Linked DNA regions of Sus scrofa: region 2 is linked to region 1. A link is a contact called in public promoter capture Hi-C data. All regions are on one chromosome and are shown on one strand. Each heading gives the region's core, a stretch centred on a gene start, on an enhancer-like site or on the middle of the called end of the contact. The rest is flanking DNA. Distances are from core to core; before and after follow the strand shown. Region 1 holds the start of YWHAG (14-3-3 protein gamma). Region 2 holds the start of POR (P450 (cytochrome) oxidoreductase).

Region 1 (6,770 bases), core at 1,954-4,453:
CAGCCGAGATCTCTTTGTCTTAGCTTCCAAGTCTAAAAAAACAGGGCTGATTCTGAGCCTCTCAACTCTGGGACTGAACCATCTCCCAGGACTGCAGGTGCAGAGCCCATGTTTCCGCAGCCAATAGCCTTCCACTTGAGAAAATGAACAGGCTGGATCTAGCACTGTGACTTGTCACAGCAGGGCGGAGCACTCAGTGCTCTTTTACTTTAATTTCTCACTTGAAGGGTGGGGAAATTAAGACCCAGAGAGGGCACAGGCCTTGCGTCTAGAGCTGGGGGCCAGGCAGAAGCCAGAATGCTAGTTCTCCACCTCCCTCCTCCAGGCAGGCGTAGAGGAGGAAGCTAGAATCTTAAGCCATTTGTTCTGTGTCATGTCGCCATGGCTTTGAAGCAGCCCTCTCAACAGCCAGGGCCTCTGGGCAGCTGCGGCTTTAAGCCTAGAGTCTTAAAAAGAATCAAAAGGGAAAGGAGGGCAGGGCCAGCTCTCCTGCGCCGTAGGAGCCTGCAGATGTCATTCCTGTGTGGCTTTGGCACATCCTTGTCTTTGCCTCTGCTTTACTTTTTTCCCAAACAGATTTGGCCTGGATTATTATTATTTTTTTTTTTTAATGCACATTGGACTGGTTGTGGGGAAGGAACTGAGGTGGCGAGGTCAGAGAGGCAGCCTGAAATGTGCCAGGAAGTTCCCGAGAATTTAGGTTCCAGGGCCTAAAATCGTTGACATGTTTAATCCACTGTAGACAACCAGGGTTGGCTGTCAGGGTTCCTTCCCGCCGGACCTGGGTGGCCCAGGCCAGAGTGGTTGAGGCCTGGCCTGCAGGGAGGAAGAGAAAGGAAGAGAAATGACTTGGCGAACACTCCTGTAAGAGACAGAAGGAAGTGGGAGGGTATATTCACCAGCAGGATTGCATTTTGCCGGGTGGTGTAGTAAGAGAAGAGGGACCAGGGCCTATACTGGAGGAGGGGAGAAGAGAGCTATTTCTAGACTCTCCTCACTCAGCCCAGAGCTGTCTCCCTAAGTCCGTGCATGCATTCATGCATTCATTCATTCCTTCATTTTGCATGTTCTTCGTATTTAAGGTGTGCCAGGCACTGTGCCCAGCACTGAGGAAGCAATGGCGATGAAGATTAAATGCCAATCTCATCCTTTTCTGCCTTGGTTAAAATCTCACAAGCTTTCTATTTATTTTGAAAGAAAGACTGCACTCCCTTGACTGCCATTCAGGGCTCCTCACATTCTGGCTCCTGACTCCATGTCCAGCCCCAATACCCATCACTTCAGGCAACAAACACATTGGATTTTTTGCCTATCAATGTTTATATGTTAGGGGAGTTCCGTCGTGGCTCAGTGGTAAAGAACCTGACCAGTATCCATGAGGAAGCCGGTTCAAGCCCTGGCCCCATTCAGTGGGTTAAGGATCTGGCGTTGCCTTGAGCTGCGGTGTAGGTCGCAGACGAGGCTTGGATCCTGCGTTGCTGTGGCTGTGATGTAGGCCAGCAGCTGTAGCTGCTATCCAACCCCTAGCCTGGGAACTTCCATGTGCCACATGTGCAGCTCTAAAAGGCAAAACAAAAACAAACAAAAACTTTTGTCGGGAAGAAACTGCCTGTGTCTTTTGCCTGCTCTCAAATCCTACACATCTTTAAGGGCTGGACTGGAAATGTTACCTAACTCCCTGGGGAAGCTTTTCAGAACCTCTTCCTATCTAGCCTGAATTAAAAAACAAAACAAAAACCAATTTAACGCCACTTAACAAATTCTGAATCCCTTGAGGGTAAGGTTCCACGCCCTGTTCCAGAATCAAGCCTGGAATAATTCTCCGAAACTCCTTTATTCTCTGGTCTCATACACAACACTTCATATTCACTGTTTTAAAAAATCCCTGGAAATTTCCTTGTGGGAAGTAGATTAAGGATCTGCTATTGCTGCAGCTGTGGTGCAGGCTTCAACTGCAGGCGTGGGTTTGATCCTTGACCCAGAAACTTCCATATGCTGTGGGTGCAAAAAAAAAAAAAATTCTTTATTACTTTCTAAAGTACTCTACACACTTATCTTTACTTTGCCTATTTTCTTGGGCAGGGATTTTATTTGATTTGTTCTCTGCCGTACCCTATTGCCTAGAACAGTGCCTGGAACATTGTAGGTGTGCAATAAGATAAGTGCTGGATAAACGAAATAAAACGTGCAGTCAAAACTGTGGGTTGTGTGAGCTACATGGAATGTCAAAAAGGGAAGCACATGAGCAAGAATTAGTCAGATTGACCTCAGCGTGTATATTCTAGGCGGGCAGAAAAGAGTTGGTTAACCCCTACACACAACCCAGTGTTGAGCAGCCATTGGCTAACTGAATTGAATCTTTAATGCTCCACCCTGGAGAGGAAGGAAGGGGCTCACCAGGGGTAGACCCGCAAACTACTGCTGTATCCTTTCTACAAATTGACCAGGACGCCCTCCTGGTATTTGTCTTTCCAGATTTCCACCTGTCAGGTCCAAGAATCTCAAGGTGGGGATGCGGAGGGAGCTGGAACCTTGTGGGGGAGGGTGACAGTCCCCCAAGGTTTGGCTCCTTAATTCAACCATCCCTCAGGCGGTCACCACCCTCACAGTTTTAATCAATAGTGTACGGACCCCACCTCTCCAGACCCCCACCCCCCTCCATGTCCTGCTATTTTATCTCAGAAACATGGTCCAGGGCTGAGGCCCTGGCCCCCTCCTCCAGTAATTTCCCCAAGCATGTGGGGCGGGGCCGTGAATCAGCACTCACTGGGACTGATGCATCCTCCGTCCCCGCCAGGGGTCCCCAGCGGCCGCAGAATTAGGAACCCCCCCCTCCCCGTCCCATCCTCCTCTGTCTGAGCGCTACGACAACAGGGAGATGTAGTCTTGGCTGCCCCTTTGTCCCTGATCTCCCCAACGTATCGCCGCACCCGAGGATGAACTACAACTCCCAGGGGCCCAGGCGCCGGAGGCCTGAGAGGGCCGCGGTCTGCAGGACGAAGGGTGGGGGCCGTCTGGAGAAGATAGGGCACAGCAGCCGGGGTGAAGGGAAGCACCCGGCTCGTTGGGGGGCAGCGGGGAAGGAGGGGACGCCCAGAGAGCGGCGCCGAGCTGAGTTGGGGAGGGGAAACCCAAGGAACGGAAGGGCCGGGGCGGGGGTGCGCGGGCGGGTGGGCGGGGCCGTTGCGTCACGCGGCGTGGGCGGGGCCGCAGGGGGTTGTCCGCCCGCGGCACGCACAGCAGTCGCAGCCGCCTCGCGCCCGGTCCCGCGGTCGCAGCTCGAGCCGCAGCCTCTGCGCCGCCACCGTCGCCGCCTCAGCCGCTCGCTTCGTGGGTCGGTCCCTCCGGCACACGGGCTCCAGCCGCGTCGCAGCCGTCCCCTGAGCCCCTCAGGCCGCCCCGGTCTCCTTGCCCGGCCCGACCCAGCCCGTGAAGATGGTGGACCGCGAGCAACTGGTGCAGAAAGCCCGGCTGGCGGAGCAGGCGGAGCGCTACGACGACATGGCCGCGGCCATGAAGAACGTGAGTTTCTCCTCCCCTCCCCCCGCCTCGCCCCAGCCCCTTTGCAGACGCGGGCCTTCGTCGGCTCTTCCGGGGGACTGGTTGCCTGTTGCAGCTGCAGGTCTCTCGCCCCTGAGGGAGCTGGGGAGGGTCCCGAGAGCGCTGAGGACCGGGTGTGACGCGGCCTCGCTCCGAGCGTCCCCCGGGGCCGGCGGCGCTGTCTCCTCAGCCCTCCTCGCGCTCGGGCTGGGGCGGGGTCTTGCAGGGCTGGTCTGGGCAGCCGGCTCTCCGGCCGCCGCGCCTTTGGCTTTGCCGGGGACCTGAGCCGGGGCCACGCGCATCCTTTGTGCCCCACTTCCCCTCCTCCCAGCCTGGGCGTGTGGGGGCGGGGGACCGCATGGATGCGGTTCCTCTTTTCTCCCTGGTGTCTGGGCGGCGCCTTTTCCATTCACTCAGCAGGTCTCCCGGTTTTCTGATGCTCCCCCTCTCCCCAAATCTTCCCACTGTCTCTCGAGACAGGTCCTTTAGAGTCTCCCCGGTAAAAACGTAGGCTGTCCTGAAAACCTGGGCGCAGTAGTACAAAATCGAAACCTCCTTGCTCACGTTTTTCTTAACAAAAGGCTCCTCTTTCTTTACCTCAAAGCAAGCCCTCTTGATTTTAGGAAGAGGGGAACGTTTGTTTGGCTAGCTTTTTCATTGATTGTTCTTAATATGTTATCTCTAATTTTTCCTAGTGTTTTTTGTATTGAAAAGGGTAGGTATTGTCTTAAAAATAAAGGTTGTGAATTTAGCTGACTGGTTCAATTTGTGATAATATGCCGTTTCTCTTTTAAACACAGGCACACATCTGTTGAAATTCCTATAAGTTGAAAAAATATTCTCTCTGATCTGATACTGCAAACAAAGCGGTGGTGGGAGGCAGTATCAAGTCATTCCAGAAGATTCTGCATTTGTCATATTGCAGAGAGCCTAGACTGGGTGGAGGCTGGGAGGAGTTATTTTAAAGGGGAAAAAATATCTTTTTTTTTTTTTTTAATTTGTTTTGTTAGATATATCTGAGGCTTAAAAAAAGCTATCACATCCTTATTGGTGATGAAAAGAGAATACTGATCTCCAGTTGTCGCATTTTGTCTGGGATGCAGATTCCTGCCTGTATTGCACCATTTTGTAACACTACATTTGTCTAATGGGCAGACAACCAGTTTGATGGTGGGGGGGAGTATTGACCATTATTAAATGAAACCTAGAAAATTATCTAGTGATTTAGGTCTCCCACTATTTTAATAAATAAGTTAAATACTTCTTGCCTTATGTAACAAAGGTTTTAAAGTGCATCTCCTGTGTGTAGCAGATGCAGGAGTGTACCTTGCGTGTTAAATCTTTTTAATGAAGCAGTGTAGGTATTACAGATTCATTAATTCTTGAATAATTTTACTGGTTCACAAAAGATGACAATACTGATGCCTTTATATTTAAGTCATCTACATTAATAAGGGGTTTTTATTCCCTTAAGGAAGAGAATTGACTCTGAAATTGGGAGCACTGCTTTATTAAGAGACTGCTACAGTTGCTGTCTTTAAAGTGCAAATGATAGAAGTTATACTTTAATAGATATCAGTATCTTCAGTTCAATTATTTAGACTCTTCTAATTTTTCCATATTTCTAGTTTCACAGGAAAGCGAGTGACCTCGCACCTATATCCATAGCAACCCAGTGATGTCACACAATGACACAGAGGCTGCAATGCACCTAAGGGCTGGTAGGGAGTATTCAGATGGCATTTGTCCAAGGTAATGCAGAAATTATCAGATGAGCCAGGTGGAATTGAGTACTTTATGTTCTATCAGATGAGAATTGGTCCCCAAAATAAAGTATTTCATTTATCCTTAGACTTGCAAATCAGGGACCTCTAGATATGCCTGTTCTCCTTCCTATTTCTAGTTTTCTCAAAAGTTTAAGGATACAGTAGTGTTTTTAAACATTCATCTCACTATTAAAATTGGGCAATGAAGGAATAAAGTTAAAAATTTTAAGCAATTTTTTTGTGATCATAGTGCAGGGGTGGGTTGTATACATGGCTTTATTGCAAATTATTAATGTGGCAGGTTTTAAAAAAACCTTTAAAAAATTACAACTTCCTACTCGGTCATTTTCAGTAAATGTCAGGGAATGAGAATCCGTTTCAGAACACTTGAGCTTGGGATTGGGAAAAGTTTTCTTTTGCTGTGTTGATGCTTCTGCTCTTTGACGACAGAGCATGGAGGAAAGAACAGTTCATAAAATAAAGCAGACATTTTTCGAACCTGTTTACTGTGATTCTGAGGGTTAGGCTTACCTTTGACCTTCACTTTCTTCCTCTGTAAAATGGGTCAATACCTACTTGAAAAAGTTGCAAGGATTAAATAAAAACTGTAGATGCTTTAAAAAAGTAACTGTTTCTTCCTCTCTTTGTAAAGGTTATCACTGAATTTGGAAAATAGAGGAAGATACAAAAAAAAAGTCCTTCCCTTAAGGTTGGAGTAATCCAGGTGCTAGAGTGATGAAATTTATTTGAATTTAATGAAATTACCCTAGTAATAGTTAGGACCTGTGACATGTGGGTGACCAGGGTAGAAATAATATGCAGTATTTTGAAAGGGAGGAAGAGGGGGAAGTTTAGTCTTTTAAGATAAATGCATAAGCTTGTATCTAAAAAGAGTGAATCCTGAGATGTTTCCTATTAGACAATACTTACTTGTCCTTTGGATTTTAATAGCCTCTTGAGTTGGTATTCTGAGTAGACTTTGGTACTTGCTTGGGGTGAGAGGTGGAGAAAAGATTCTGAGCTACTAATTTTGTTCAAGTTACTGGGTTAAGCAACTTAACTCAGGTGTGTGTGGGAGAGGGCAGTGGTGGCGGAAGTCTATCTTAATAATATAAAAAAGTCTTTCTAGTGGAATAGATACACCTTAACATTTTTTTTACTGTGTTAAATATTCTGTTTCCTCCTAGCTTTTCCAGGAGGCTAGATCAATAGCCATTATCACTAATGGAGTAATGACCCCTCTGTAGACTTGAGAGGCGGAGTTCTGCCAGCCTTTACTCTTAAGTCATGTGGTTTCAGTTCTCATCTTTGGGATTGGAAGAACACAGATAACAGTTCGCCCTTTACATTATCCTTTGCAGTAACTGCAATGACTGTTAAGTGCTTTTTCTTATTTAAAATATCTCATATGTATCTTTTGAGTTATATTGAGATAAAAGAAGTTGCTAAATGTGCATCCTCATT
Region 2 (6,770 bases), core at 3,112-5,611, 280 kb after region 1:
GACCTCAAGAAGGAACTCGACACGCTCGGCCAGGGTTGTCGACTTTCACGTTTGTTCCCCTCCCTGTCAGGGTCCCGGAATGCTGAGCCAGACCCTCGACACCCAAGCCAAGACTCGGAAGGCCAGATATGTGCACTTTAAGTGTTATTTCTCAGGGATGGAAACATTTCCAAGAACAAAGAGAACTCACTGCCGAAAATAAACACCTCTTGAGTGGTTCCAGGGGGCAGGTGGAGCAGGGATTCTTTCCCACACTTTATGGATGAAGACAGGAAGGCCAGGTGTGGGCCAAGACCAGCAGGTGCCCGTATAAGCTGGTAAGTGACCTGGGACCCGGGAGCTTCTCCCCACCCGCCCGATCAGTCTAAATTTCTAGCAAATGCCAGACAATGGCACAAGAAAACGAGTTTGTTCTGGAGCTTATATAATAATAATAATAGAACTGGTATCTTATCTCTGTATAAGATATTCGTTTCGTGTATGTTTCTTACACGGTAATGAAAGGTACAGGAGACACACTTATTTGCACACTGTGGTACTGGAAGCGAGAAGGAACAATATGATATTATTAAGCAATTACATGTATTAGGTTTCCCTCCCCTGCAAAAAAAACCCCTCTACCATCAGAAAACGAGATAACGCTGACAAAAAGAGGAGTTCCCATGGTGGTGAAGTGGGTTAAGCATCCAGCTGCAGCAGCTCTGGTTGCAGCAGAGGCTCGGATTCCATCCCCTGCCCGGTGCAGTGGGTTAAAGGATCTGGCATTGCTGCAGCTGCAGCTCAGATTCAATTTCTGACCCAGGAATTCCACATGTCACAAGTGTGGCCAGAAAATAAAATTTAAAAAATACTAATAATAAGGTAGATCTTTAGGTAGTGATACAGAAAGACATCATGTTAAGCAATAAAAAGCAAACCTCAGAACAGCATGGCTAGTTTCGTCTAATTCTGTGTTTCAAATTTATTTTATGTCTTTTTAGGGCCGCACCCTCGGCATGTGGAAGTTGCCCAGGTTGAATCAGAGCTGCAGCTGCCAGCCTACACCACAGCCACACCAGATCTGAGCTATGTCTGCCACCGACACCACAGATCATGGCAACACCAGATCCTTAACCCATTGAGTGAGGCCAAGATAGAACACGTGTCATTCATTACCGCTGAGCCATGATGCGAACTCCTGTGTTTTAAATTTAAATGGTAGGAATTCCCATTGCGGCTCAGTGGTTAACGAACCGGACTCATATACGTGAAGACGCAGGTTCGATTCCTAGCCTTGCTCAGTGGGTTAAGGATCTGGTGTTGCCGTGAGCTGTAGTGTAGGTCGCAGACGCGGCTCAGATCCCAAGTCGCTGTGGTGTAGACCAGCAGCTATAGCTCTGATTCGACCCATAGCCTGCGAACCTCCATATGCCGTGGGTGTGGCCCTAAAAAGACAAAAAAATAAATAAATAAATAAAATAGTAAAAAATTCCTGCTGTTTTAAGTTTAAAAAAAAAAATTCTAGGTAGTAAACATTATGTGAAGGAAAATATCTGGAGAATATATACTACACCACTGGCAGTGATTTTCTATCTCAGTGTAAGACTGAGGGATGTTCACTATTGTCACTATTAAACTGGGGTAGTTTTTTTCTTTCTTTTTTTTTTTTTTTTTTGCTTTTTTTAGGGCCGCAGCCTATGGAGGTTCCCAGGCTAGGGGTTGAATCCGAGCCACATCTGCGACTTACACCACAGCTCACGGCAACACTGGATCCTTAACCCCCTGAGCAAGGCCAGGGATCGAACCTGCAACCTCTTGGTGCCTGGTCAGATTTGTTTCCGCTGTGCCACAACGGGAACCCCCTAAACTGGGTATTTCTATGATAGTATTTTTAAAAATAATGAGCACTTGGTATTTGTGTGAACAGAATTTAAAATATTTTAATAAAAACAGTCATTTCTCCATTTCACTTTTTTCTGATGTTTTAGACTTAAACGAATCTGAGATAAAAGTTAAATCCCAAAGCACCAAACTGAGGCCCTCAGGTGGTTTGTTGAAAGGCACACAGTGTTAGTACCTGAGCTGGGACTCAGGTTCCCTGGCCCCCTCAAGCCAGGGCCCTGCTCCTTCCAGAAGCAGGAGGAAGGAGAGATGTTGCAAGGGCAGCGGGGCCCTCTGGATCTATGAAAAATCCTACCACTACAGAAGCCGCCACGGGGCGAGGGCCGGGGAGGGGGGCAGGGCAGGTTGCTTCAGAGTTACATTCCTATGAACTTGAAAGATTCCATGAATTTAACAAGTAAAAGCTCTGGAGCTGCCAAGCTGTTCTGATTTCAAACAGCCTATCTCCTAGGTACACATGAACTTATGATCTAACTTAGACCCTGATTTTCACCAGGTTAACAAGGGATCAATTCAGGGTCACCAACAGGTCCTAAAATTAAGGCTGGTGTGGCAACAAACAACTCCCACGGCTGTTTACAAACGCACACCGCCCCAGTGCTTCGGGCGCGGACGGCAGTCAAGGCCATTTCCAGGTGCTGAAGTTCATCCCTGAGGTTCCTTTCACCTCACACCTGCCTCTAATTTTTTTTAAGTGGTAGACACGAGGGATTTGAGAGAGTTACGATGACCCTGAAGTTTTTCACACTACAAGCCAACTGGAAGATTTCCATTCTCGGAAATGCAGGCCAGTTCCTTAGACATGACTAAGCTATCTGCCCAATGCAACCGTTTTCTACCTGACATGGCATGAAAATCATGAGACGCTCAAGAACTGACCACTTTCTCAAAAGGGAAATGAAAACTTAAAGGGACACAAAGAAAGGAAAGTGCTTTCTTCAGGGTCGGCTGCTTTACTAACTGGGACTTTTGGACTGCTTTCCCCATCCAGCTGACCCCCCAACCACACACAGGGGATGTGCGTAGATGAACTGTGAATGGTTAATGAATTAATGCCTTCTACCCAAAGGGGAGAGGAACTACAGCATTGCACAGAGGGAACACTGGATCTCGGAGGTGAGGTGGGGTGGGGTGGGGTGGGGTGGGGTGGGGTGGAGGGAGTTAGTTAACTGCTCAGCTCTCTTGTTACAGTTCTCAGTGTCACCCTCCAAGACCCTCTCTCTTTTTGTCTTTTTGCCTCTTCCAGGGCCGCACCTGTGGGATAACGGGGTTGCTAGGCTGCAGCTGCCAAGCCTATGCCACAGCCACACGGGATCCGAGCCGCGTCTGCAACCTACACCACAGCTCATGGCAACGCCAGAACCTTAACCCACTGAGCAAGGCCAGGGATCAAACCCGCAACCTCATGGTTCCTTGTCAGATTTGTCAGCCCCTGAGCCACCACAGGAACTCCCAGACTCTCTCTTTTGATCCTCAGAAGCTCAACCCTGTGGGGGCCTGTAGGTAGCTTGCGCCACCATTGGGGAAACAGGCTCCAAGAAGTTAAGTGCCCTGACAAGATGCCAAAGTTCAAACCCAGGACTACCCATTCCAGCCCAGTCTCCTCTGGTCTATTCTCTACTTCAGCCAAATTCAGAGGGAAGGCTGTATTGTGTTGATCTAAGAGATGAGGCAGCCACGTTCTCTGAAACGACCCCAAATCGCTGTCACCAGCTTACACAATGGTGACTGTCTTCGCTGCCCAGGAGACCTCGACTTCTTACCCAATTGCTCTGACGAGCTAAAGGTGTAGCGGCTGTTCAGCAGAGCCCGGCAAAGCACCTGCCCGCCAGAAGAACTATCCCCCAGGGATTCGGGGGCCTCGATGGCACGCAGAACATTTCCCAACAGAGACCGGGCTGGCAGGCTCCTCTGAGCCCTCGACTGAGCCCACCTGATGCTGCGGGGTCAGATTTGAGCCCCACCTGCAGACATCGAGCGCGTCCTCCCGCTAATTAACCCAATTCCTGAGACCCACAGTACAGACGGGGAAACTCAGGCTCAGGAAGGAAAAGTGACTTCCCAGGAGGGTGGCGGCGTGGGGGCTGGAGCCCGAGCCCTCTCACGCCAAGAACTGGTCTTCCGCCGAAGGGCCATCGGGGCGTCCTAGGCACTGGAAAAGACGACTCTCCAGTCACCTCGAGAGGTCAGCTCGAGGGGATGGGCCACCCCAGGAAGGGCCGAGATGGGAGTCGCGCTTTCCGTGCGAGAATCAGGCGATACCGGCAGCGATCCGGCCCGAAAGCCCGCCCCAGCGCGCAGGGCCCAGGAGGCCGAGGCGCCCAGGAAGCCTCGGGTGTCTAGCAGCCCCGCCACCCAGAACCTTAGCGTCCCGACCCCGCCATCCCAGCACCTGCGAACACACACACTCACCGAGGGCTGCCGGCAGGACTCCGGATACCTGAGCAGGACGCAGGCCCGCACCACTGAGGCGCTACCACCGCCGGCGCCGGCCAGGGTGTGGGGGCGTGGCCAGTGGCTGCGCCGCTCTGCCCAACCCGGCCGCACGCTTGCTTCCGGGGCCAGGCCTCCCCCCTGCGAATCTGTGCTCTTGGTACAGCCCGGGCGGCCACGCCCCCTCAGCGTCCCAGCTCCACCGCCAGGCCTGGGAACTTGGTGGGTTGTACCCCAGCAGGGAGCGGTTCTTCCCCCCGCCCCCGCCGCCCCGGGCTGACGGCGGCTTCTGCTGCCCTTGAGGTGCAGGGGAGGGCAGTGGTCGTGAGCCGCGCCGCTCGAGTGTGTTCGCGCCTTTTTCTCCTCCACGGCCCTCAGTTCCCTCATCTGAAAATGGCGAGGCTGCTTGGACAGAGTGTCCAGGGCCCCTCCAACCGCTTGAGTCGGGGAGGCAGGAAGTGAGCAGGCAGGGGGCGAGGACTGGACTGAAGACGTGGGAGGGGGCAGAGGGCGCCTTGAAAAGTCTGGCTGCCGCAGTTGAGGGTAAGGAGTCCACCTCTGCCTCCTACTGTGGTTCCTATGTCATAGGGTTAGGAGGATTAGGTGGTATAACTCATGTTCGTAAATAATTTAGCTCGGTGCGATAAGTGCTCTAGAAATGTAAAGTATTACTATTATCATCATTACGACTGCTACTGCTACTACAGGCTCTGCTGAGAGTTCCTTTTGAAACAGTGGGCAACTCGCTTCATTCAGAACCCATTCCCCATCTTTAAGCTGGGACCCACCAGCGACAACCAGATGCTTTGAAAACTGTCAGGTCCTATATAAAGAGAGAATTATTACAGTGACCCCAGTTGTAGGCTTCCTCCATTCCAGTCTGTCAGGAGCTGGTCTGATTCACCCGATGGAACCAGTCCTCCAGCAGTCAGGGTGGGGCATCAGTGTCTCACTAAGGGACTGAATACCTTCATCCTACTCTAAGGCCCTCAAGAGAGCAGGGGGGCATTTCATCACCCAGATCTCTGGCACTCCAGCCTTTGCACCGACTTGCTGCACATCTCCCCGGAGAAGATTTAAACTTTGCCTCTGAATTTTTGGGCCCTGCTTCTGTGAAGCCAGAGTACAAAACACCGAGTTTCCTTTCTGCTAATAGCGTGACTGAGGCAGGAAACAGGAGGCTTCTTTTGATTCCCCCCCGCCCCTTAAGCAGTAACTGAGTCCTATGGATTCCATCTCCAGGACTGCCCTCCTTCCCTTCTTATCTTTCCAGCTGTCTCTGTCCTAGTTCAGACCTACCTGGAGTCACTTGTCACTTGGATGATCTCAGCAGTTCTTGATTCACATGCCACCTCCAATTTCCACCTACGACCAGGGAAACTTCCTCTTAAATCACTCTGCTCACGGGCCTTCCTGTCTCTTAACCCTTCCTCCTCAAATCACACTCACCAGCCAGCTGGGGGGAAAATAGTTAGCTACGCACCTCAGACCTCACACTAATATAAATTCCTGAGAGACAAAAGAGGTAAACACCCTTTTAAAAGAAAAGGAAAAAAAAGTCCTAAAAGAACCCTTGGGAGAATTTGTGTTAATCTCCAAGAGACCTCTCTGCGTTAACCTAGAATCCGTAAATGACTAAGAAATCTACTTACCTAAAAATCAAAATGTGGGGAGCTCCTGTTGTGGCTCAGCGGCAACAAACCCGAATAGTATCCACGAGGACTCAGGTTCGCTCCCTGGCTTTGCTCATTGGGTTAAGGATCCGGCGTTGCCGGGAGCTGGGGTATATGTTGCAGCCGTAGCTCGGATCAGGTGTTGGTGTAGGCCAGCAGCTGCTGCTCCAATTCAGCCCCTAGCCTGGGAACTTCCATATGTAGAGGTTGTGGTTCAAAAAAAAAAAAAGGCTAAAAAATAAAAATTTGATGTGTGACAAAGTCCTATAGGCAAAGTTAAAAGACAAAGGACAGACCAGGAGGAAATAGTCGCAATTATTAATAGTCAAAGGACGAGTTTCCCTAAAACAACGGCCTCTCCGCATTAATAAGACATACATCTGGGCAAATGATGGGACTTGTCAGTTCGCAGGAAAAGAAATGCAAAGGGCTCTGAAGCATATGAAGAGTTGTTCAACCCCACACAGAAAGGAAATGCAAATTAAAACTTGACCGAGGAGTTCCCGTCGTGGCGCAGTGGTTAACGAATCCGACTAGGAACCATGAGGTTGCGGGTTCGATCCCTGCCCTTGCTCAGTGGGTTAACGATCCGGCATTGCCGTGAGCTGTGGTGTAGGTTGCAGACACGGCTCGGATCCCTCATTGCTGTGGCTCTGGTGTAGGCCGGTGGCTACAGCTCCGATTAGACCCCTAGCCTGGGAACCTCCATATGCCGCGGGAGCGGCCCAAGAAATAGCAGCAGCAGCAACAACAACAACAAAAAAAAAAAAAAAAAAAAAGACA

The links. Promoter capture Hi-C pulls out the DNA fragments that hold promoters and counts their contacts.
Region 2: a contact with region 1 is called in a promoter capture Hi-C map of liver, with 2.9 times the contacts expected there. The contact joins the promoter of POR here to the promoter of YWHAG in region 1. A contact is called at or near these places in 1 of 5 promoter capture datasets (liver) and 1 of 2 datasets of contacts at active chromatin or transcription factors (alveolar macrophages).

The regions. Positions count from the first base shown.
Region 1 is chr3:9,991,599-9,998,368 of Sscrofa11.1, forward strand. YWHAG (14-3-3 protein gamma) reads left to right here and starts at 3,204. Exons shown (of 3, transcript XM_005661962.3): 1 at 3,204-3,522. The coding sequence starts at 3,436.
Region 2 is chr3:10,266,497-10,273,266 of Sscrofa11.1, forward strand. POR (P450 (cytochrome) oxidoreductase) reads right to left here and starts at 4,362. Exons shown (of 16, transcript NM_001129959.1): 1 at 4,294-4,362.